2 separate regions of the Capra hircus genome follow, and region 2 is linked to region 1. Evidence: chromatin contacts called from public Hi-C data. All regions are on one chromosome and are shown on one strand. The core of a region is the stretch at or near the end of the contact, and the rest is flanking DNA. Distances in the headings are between cores, read along the strand shown.

The links. Hi-C and Micro-C count contacts between places; a contact is called where the count stands out from the background.
Region 2: a contact with region 1 is called in a Hi-C map of blood, with 2.0 times the contacts expected there. The contact joins the promoter of TLDC2 here to the promoter of LOC102177994 in region 1. A contact is called at or near these places in 2 of 5 Hi-C or Micro-C datasets (both in blood).

Annotation. Positions count from the first base shown.
Region 1 is chr13:65,271,034-65,275,605 of ARS1.2, forward strand. LOC102177994 reads left to right here and starts at 1,270. Exons shown (of 4, transcript XM_005688679.3): 1 at 1,270-1,590; 2 at 3,468-3,571. The coding sequence starts at 1,477.
Region 2 is chr13:65,480,771-65,484,860 of ARS1.2, forward strand. It overlaps TLDC2 (TLD domain-containing protein 2), which reads left to right and starts at 2,537. Exons shown (of 7, transcript XM_018057826.1): 1 at 2,537-2,722. It overlaps SAMHD1 (deoxynucleoside triphosphate triphosphohydrolase SAMHD1), which reads right to left. Exons shown (of 16, transcript XM_018057823.1): 16 at 3,394-3,615. The coding sequence ends at 3,559.

The sequences.
Region 1 (4,572 bases), core at 20-2,519:
AGCACTGCATGCCATCAGGGAGTCTGTAAAATAGGTTTTATATCAGTGATGCATGTCCAAACTGGAGTGAGCTGGTTAGGCTTTACTCTAGGTTTGCATAGGGGAGATGGTTCAGAGGAGGGAGGGCTGATAATGTGAAAGTTAGGACGAAAGGTGTACACCCATGTCAGGTATATGGCCATACCACCAGGTGAGGACAAAGTAATGTCTGTTGCAGTATCATCTCTGGCGCCCCTCTGGTTTGCGGGGTCTTTTTTCAGGTACCAGGGATTGAACCAAATTCCACGGGAGAGAAAGCATATCGAGTTCTAACCACTGGACCTGCAGGAAACTCCCCAGGGTGCAGATTTTGAAATCAGACAGACCCAGATACTAGCTGAGTGGTTCAGAGCAGGTTACTTTGCCTGTATAAACCTACCACACAGGACTCATGCGCCTTGTTACTTTGCACAGTGTGCGCAGGGCACCACCTGGCGGGCTGGCTGAAACTCTGATTATGGGCCCCACCCCAGAATTTCTGATTCAATGGGTCTGAGTGGGATCTGAGAATCTGAATCTCTAATCAAATTCCCAGGTAATGCACCTGCTGCTGGTCCAGAACCACACTTGTGAACCACTAACCAAGCGCGTAGCAAGGACACGCTCGCTGGAAGAATGCTCAGATATTCTGATGCCACCTTTCTCCCCTGAGGAGTCCTCAGCTGGTTCCAACACGCTCGAAAGCCTTAGAAAATCATTTCCCCTCTTTGGATCTCAGGGCTCACATCTGTCAAAAGAGGACGCTAGGCATTTAGAGACACTAAAGTTACTACTACACAAAACAATGAACTTTTTGAACAAGGTCCTAAGGGACTTGCAAGGTTCGGGGAAAACAAGCAAGGGCTAAACCCTGAGGGGCAACTTGGGGCCCCCGGGGAGCAAGGCTTGGGCTCCAAAGGACGCCTCGGGTAAGGCAGGGCCGTGTTCTGCCCCGCTGCTCGAGGGACAAGCTGTGGCGGACTGGATGAAGCTCCTGTTTAACCTCGCCTTCCTCGGTGACATCGTTCTTATGCTTCCGCTGCGCCTCCTGGCGCTCATGGCGTCGTCGTTACCAAGATTGTCCCTTCCCTCTCACCTTACTGCGGGGTCAGCGGAAGCTTGCCGTCACGTCCCCGCGCATAATGCGCTTGCGCCGAAGCGGCGTCTGGTCCTGCGTTCGGACAGCTGCGCGGCCGCTGATTGGCTGCGTATGCACGTCTGCGGGAGGAGGACGCGCGGCGCTGCGTGGCTCCGCCTTCCGCGCGCTTGGTCTCTACCGAGCCAACAGAGCCCGGGTGTTTGGCCAAGTGCAGGCTGCCGGAGGGGCGCCGCTGAACCGATCCGCTGAGCCTGTCGCTGTCGCCGCCACCGCCGACCCGCGCTCCGTGACCCGCGACCCCGACCCCTTTTAGATCGGCCCGCGCGCCCCAGGCCCGGCCCGGGCGGCGCGACGGGAGGATGAGCGGCGGGCGGCGGAAGGAGGAGCCGTCTCAGCCGCAGCTGGCCAACGGGGCCCTCAAAGTCTCTGTTTGGAGCAAGGTGCTGCGGAGCGACGCGGCCTGGGAAGACAAGGTGCGGTGGGGCCTAGCGGGGGCGCACGTTCGAGGAGCCAGCTGGGACTCGGGGACGAAAGGACAGGCCCGATCCTGCCCCTGCCCCGGTCCGGGCCTGGCCGAGTGTTCGGGGTGGCGGGGCGAGTGGCCCAAGGATGGCGGGGCGAACTGCGCGGGCCCAGCTGTCAGGCTCGGGGCTCATCACAGAGTGGTCGAAGGGTGAAATCGCCTGGGTCACTCGGGAAGCCGCGAGGAGGGGTGGAGGAGTTGTCCCCTCAGGCAGGTCGCTGCCTGAACAGCAAAACTGAGCTGAGTTCGATTCCATCTCCGTCTTTTAGTGCCAGCAGGATCTTGAGTAAGTGACTGATGTTGTACCAGCGTCGTTGGCAGGAGCAGTAACCAGAGCAGACGTCTATTGAATACTTACTATGTGTCCGGTTCTCTCTGTGTATCATCTCACTTGAGTCTCAAAAAAAACTCTGAGGTGGGGTACCTGCTGCGTTAAAGTGCTTAGCACATAGTGAGGCTCACCAAAGGTGAGCTGCCATTGCTTTCCTGTCAAATGAGAAAACTGAATACCCTAATAAGTGTGAGAGTTAAGAGGGGAGACTGAGACCACCTTTCAGGGGTGAGCGTTAGTGCATGTGTGTGGTGGGGAGTATGGGTGGAAGAGACACCACCAAATGTGTGTGAGGAATGGTTGGGGAACTTCAGGATGTCCTTAGTGGTCACATGCATTCAGAAGATCTGAGTGTGAGCGCTTCCCCACCTCTGCTCCATGGTGGGGAAGGAACTATTGCACATAGCTTGATTCCAGTTGGCCTGAAAAGATTGTTGTACCTGCAGTCTTTCCCTTTTTTTTTTTTTGGAATGATGAAATAGGTTTTCCTGGGGTTCTGTAAGGGGGCGGGGGTGAATGGGAGGCACTTCCTGAAAGTGCCCTTGTCCTGCCCAGCTGCCGTGAAACCTCCCTGATTTGCTGTGTCATGGCTTGCTTTCTTTGTGTAAGGACTGGTTTCTGCGGTCCAGGAAAGGTCAGAAACCTGAATCTTCCATGTTCCTGTATGAAAATTAGATGTGCTGGCACCTTCTTCACTTTGGTTTCTAATTCAGCCTCCTCCTTTGTGACTGACTTAGAATTCCTTGTGTGGGGAAGTGGTAGTGAATCGGTTCACAGTCAGCCCTTCCGCCTGTGGCTAGTCTGTCCAGGTATCCCCAGGTCACATAACTGGCCAGTAGCTCAGTAACTGTCACAGCGATTTCATTTTTGTAGCTTCTGGGGGAAAAAAGGTAAATGATTTTTCTAAAATTTTTATCTAGAGCACAACACCCTGGAAGCCATCACTTAAGTAAATATATCATCTTTTTTTTAAAGCACAGTTTAGTACAAGAAGAATTCGAGAACCAAAACCATTGTCTTGGGAGAAAATTTCTCTGGAGGAAGAGTTTAGCAGGGAGCTTTTCTGCTAAACTTGTTCCTCACGTGTTACAAGAACTCTCTCACTCTGACCTCATGGACTGGAGCCCACTAGGCTCCTCTATCCATGAGACTTCCCAGGCAAGAATACTGGAGTGGGTCGCCATTTCCTTTTCCAGGGGATCTTCCCGACCCAGGGATCAAACCCACGTCTCTTATGCCTCCTGCATTACAGGCAGATTCTTTACTGTCTGAGCCACCAGGGATGTCCCAAGATAAGTAAATATGTATCATTTTTTTTACCACAATTTAGTATAAGAAGAAGATGTGGAGATTGGAGAACCAAATACCATTGCTTTGGGGGGAAATTTCTCTGGAAGATGAGTTTAGCAGAAAGATTTTGTTCCTCACCTGATACGAAAGGCTCTCTTGTGGTGCCCCCTCCAGATAATGCATGCATTCTCTGTTTTTTTCTACAGGATGAATTTTTAGATGTGATCTACTGGTTCCGACAGATCATTGCTGTGGTCCTAGGTGTCATTTGGGGAGTGTTGCCGTTGCGAGGTTTCTTGGGAATAGCAGGGTAAGTCTTGGGTCTTTTTTGTATTTTTAGGTTTCTGTGTGTGTGTGTAATAACTAAAGCAGAAAACTGGCCCCATGAAGGCCCTCCTGGGTCTGATGCAGCACTCCTCAGTTCAACAGGCCTGGGAATATCTCGGGTCAGGCACGTTACCTTTACGAAGATCTGGGTTAGCTTATTCATTCATGGGTCCGTAGTGACCTCATGCAAGAGGTTGCTATATTGCCTGTTGGTAACAGGCATCTAGTTCTGACATGGCCTTTGTTGTCTAGGCAAATTTGGGAGGTGGAAGAGCTCCTGTACCTGACGATCACTCCCTTGTGCACTGTGCTGGATGTCCTGAATCTTGGCTTTGGCAGAAGTTGTTTTAGGTTCCTACTTTTTTTTGGCCTTGCCACATGGCATGCAGAATCTTAGTTCCCAGACCAGGGATCAAACTCGTGTCCCCTGCAGTGGAAGCACTTAACCGCTGGACTGCCACGGAAGCCCCAGGTCCCTACATTTTAAAGGCAGCGAGAAAGTAGGAGATCGGGTCCTTCTTCCTCTATTGTGCACCCATGGCCAGTGGCAGCATTTGACACCAGCCCCTGGTCATCGCTCAGCTTGTTAAGAAGTCACTGCATGCCCACCAGGTTGATTTTAAAAGATTTGTGGGAATTGTCTTAAGATGGGAGTCGTGGGCAAGTTATGGCAGAAATGGAGAGGCAAATCTCTGGCCTTTTCTCTTTTCACACAGGGAAAACAAACGGTCAGTACTCAACATTGGAAAACCACATAGATGTGTTAGTTGTGATCACATGTCTTATTTCCTTACTCTGGGGTGAAAAGTGTGAAATCATGTCAAACTCATTTGAGTTGGCTGTTTTCTCAGAAGGTAACCGAAAAGGAATGTACAGTTCTCTCTCCCAGCTAAAGAGGGTTTTTGATTTATGATGCTGAGCAAACTATTTGTCCAAGGAAACCATAGGCTTTATCCTTCAACTCACTCTTGACAGAGTGGACAT
Region 2 (4,090 bases), core at 1,287-3,786, 210 kb after region 1:
CCATATATCATTTCTTTAATAAAGTAGAAAATTAAAAAGGAATCCCTGGTTCTAAAAAGTGGGTAAGAGACGAGACACCAGCCACAAAAGACAGCAGGGGAGCTGCCACTGAAGGAGTAAATGTAAGAGAGGGAGAATCACTCTGTCAAATAGCAGAGGGGCTGGAGGAAGATGAGAGCAGAAAAGTGTGTCCCCCCGCCCCCAGCCTAGAGAGACAAGAGCAGGGGTGGTCAGGACAGATGTCAAAGGCCAGGGATTGAACAGTGACCAGGAGGAGGAGGTGGAATGTAGGGAGACGAGGATGGAGCCGTCGTGGTCACGTGAGAGGCAGGGGCAAGCAAGAGATGGATGAGGCAGAGAAAAGTGGAGAGTGAGAAATCTAGGGGGACCCCAGGGACTGGCTTCGGAAGGGAACAGAGGCTGTTCCTTCATTGTCCCGGAAGGCAGGCAGAAGAGATGGGTGAGATGCAGGTGGGTCTATCGGAAGGGTGAGGGAGGGACTGATGGCTTCCATTTTCTCAAAGAGGAACAAAGTCACCAGCTGAGAGTGAGGAGCCAAAGGAGTGGCAATGGTGCGTGAGGGGGGCAAAGATGGTCCATTACAGGGACCAGAGCACGGAGATCAGAGCTCCCAGGATGCCGAGGGGGTACATCATGCACCCACCCACAGCTCAGAGCGAAGCCAGTCAGCCCAGCGAGCCACCAGGTGTATCCTCTCCCTTTTCTCCCAATGTCTAAGGGTTTATTTTGCGTAGCGGAAACTGTGCCACACATCTCATTTTATATCTGCTTTTTTCATTTTACAGAGTAGCAGAAGCATTTTCCTGTGCATTTATGAACTCTTGGCAAACATCGCTTTTAATTCTTAGAAATAATGCACAGAGTGGATGTTCCACGGGTCGATTAACCTTTTCCCCTTGTACGGGACATTGAAATTGTTTCCTGGTGATGACTGCTGCCGTGCTAAAAGAGGCGGCGTGTGGTCTGGTGGAGAAAGGAGAAGGCAGGCTGCAAGGCAGAGCTGGGATGTTCAACCCTCTGGCATCTAGAATCTGATCGTGGAAGCTTTTCAGAAGCCAATTACATGCGATTTGGGCTTCCAGGTGGCTCAGATGGTAAAGAATCGGCCTGCAATGTGGGAGACCCAGGTTCCATCCCTGGGTCAGGAAGATTCCCCAGAGAAGGGAATGGCTACCCACTCCAGTATTCTTGCCTGGATAATTCCACAGACAGAGGAGCCTGGTGGGCTACAGTCCACGGGATCGCAAAGAGTCAGACATGACTGAACACACTTCGTGGCAATTAGCTTTCTTGCCAGGTCACATTCTAGACTTAAGGACAAAGAATGGGACAGCAAGGCACACCTCACTGGTCTCCCAAAGTGCCCAAAGGCTCAGGAATCGAGTGTGGAGGGAAAAGATTTGGGAGTGGGGCTGTGAGAGCAGGAGGGCCAGACATGTGACCTCCAGGCTGTTAACAGTTCAAACACATATTGCAACAGCCTTGTTTGAGATGGCAACAGGGCCCATCACTTGAATGTTTTCCCCATAATATTAATACAAGTCCTTTCAGTATCCTATCTTCCTGGTTAGGGCGTTGCCCCAGGAGACCTGGCCATGGAGAAAGGATCTGGAGACCCAAGTCCTTTCCACCAAGGCCAGCAGGAAGGGGTTTTTACAGCCGCCCCTCCCCCCGCTCCCATCCCACATTTCCTGGATCCTGCAGAAAAGGGGCTACTTCCAGAACTGACCCTGTTCACCTGGAGGTCTGCGTGAAACAGTTGTAGCTCTGTACCCTGGTCCCCCAGCGGGCAGCTGGCCCGTCCAAGGGTGTGAGCCACCCAAGGAGTGGGCTCACCCACCCCAAACAGGCTGGGGGACCCTTGCTGGGCATATTTTTTCATGACTTCCTGCCCTGCATGGAGGTCACTTGGTCTGGGACTGGCTGAAACCCCTTCCAACTTTGAGGTTCTGTGTTTCAACAGCAGCATTCACTGAAGTCCCACTATGAGCCTGGGACAGAGAACTACCTGAACTGAGAGCATGCCTACTGTGAGCCAGATACTGGGCTTCCTGTCCTTCCATATCATGACAGGCCAGTAAGAATCACCTCCCCCATGTGAGAGAAGGGAAACAGGACCAGAGCAGGGTGGCTTCTCCTCACCCACCGAGCCCCAGGTTTCCCCGGAAGCACAGGGAGGTGGATGTGGCCCCACGGCTTGACCCTTTCCTGTAACATTTGCGCCCCTTAAGGGAAGTGCCTTCCATGATGGGCTTCAGGCACCACGTGGCGCTCAGTAGCTGTGGGTGAGAGGCTCCAGGACGAGCCCAGGAGTTCAGTAAATCCCACCTCTTTGGGCTGGTAGGGGCAGAGCAGGGACCCGAGGTGAGAAGCTCTTGTTTGTGGGATTTGAGTTTCTGATGGATTATAATCACAGCCAGGTCCTTCTGGCTGAAACCGGAGCAGGCTCGGGGCCAGGGCATGCCACCCTCTGGGCAGGTATAAGAGCCAGGAGAGGAGGGCTGGAGCCTGGCTGGGGCAGAAGTGACAGCTGTCTGCCAGAGAACCAGGGTACAGAGCTAAAACTGCTTTGTACAGACCTCTAGGTGGACAGGGTCGGTTCGGGAAGTGGCCCCTTCTCTGTGGGATTCCGGAGATGTACTAGGGAAGCCATCAGGCTGGACAAGCTGGAAGAGGTCACCAGAGGTCGAGACTTGGCAAAGTGAGTACATTCCTGCCCTTCACTGCCCCACTGAGCTACCTACCCCTGCAAGTGACCAAGTGACTGTCCCCAAGGTGCTCGGGTGGAGACTGAGTGGCCGCTTGTCAGTGATTTGAGCCCTGAATCTCCCAAAGAGGCAGTGTCGGGGGATGGCCTTAAGCACTGCCACTTATCTAGCACCCATGGTGGCTCAGACGGTAGAGAATCTGCCTGCAATGCAGGAGACCCAGGTTTGATCCCTGGGCTGGGAAGATCCCCTGGAGAAGGAAATGGCAACCCACTCCAGGATTCTTGCCCAGAGAATCCCACGGACAGAGGAGCCTGGCGGGCTACAGTCCATGGGGTCGCAGAGTCAGACATGACTGAGCGACTAACACTTTCACTTTTTCACCAAACACCAGGCACTGTGTGTCATCTCACTGAACTCAGAACAGGAGGATGGAGACCTGGTTCAGCCTCCTAGTTCTTCAGGCATTGTTCAGTCGCTCAGTCGTGTCAGCTCTCTGCAGCCCCATGGACTGCAGCATGCCTGTCCTTCCCTATCTCTCGGAGTTTGCTCAAACTCATGTCCATTGTGTTGGTGATACCATCCAACCATCTCATCCTCTGTCGCCCCCTTCTCCTGCCCTCTATCTTTCCCAGCATCAGGGTCTTTTCCAATGAGTTGTCCCTTCAGGCATTACCTTCATTTATTTTCACAACAGCCCTATCAGGTAAACAGGTATTAGTATTTTACAGACAAGGAGACAGAACAGAGATGTTAAGTAACTTGCCCAAGGTCACACAGGATTTAGACTCCCTGACTCCAGAGTCTGTGCTCTTTTTACTGTGTTATATTATCCTGTGGCTGTGGTTAGCTCCTTCTTCAACTTTCTGAGTGGCAGTTTCTTTATCTGTAATTTAAGGACGTAAAACATGATGATCAGAAAGATATTACCTTGAGATTCCTGAAAGATATCCAGACGTTGGTCAGCCTTAAGCTCTGGGAAGCCTCCTTGGAAACAGTTGGAAAAACATGTGTGAACACCCTTTGATCCATTATTCAACTTTTGAAATTTATCATAAAAAATATAATCAGATTTATGAACAAGAAAGTTTATTATAATTTTGCTTATAATCACAGAAAATTATAAGCAAACAATGTCAAACACTTGAGAAATGATGTACATCCTGTGATGAAACAATATGCAGCCATTAAAAATCACATGTTCATGGGACTTTCATGGTGGTCTAGTGGCTAAGACTCCACACTCCCTACACGGGGTGGGGTGTGTGTGTGTGTGTGTGTGTGTGTGTGTGTGTGGCCCATGTTCAATCCCTGGTCAGGGAACTAGAGCCCACATGAAATAAACAAAAAAAGATCCCGTG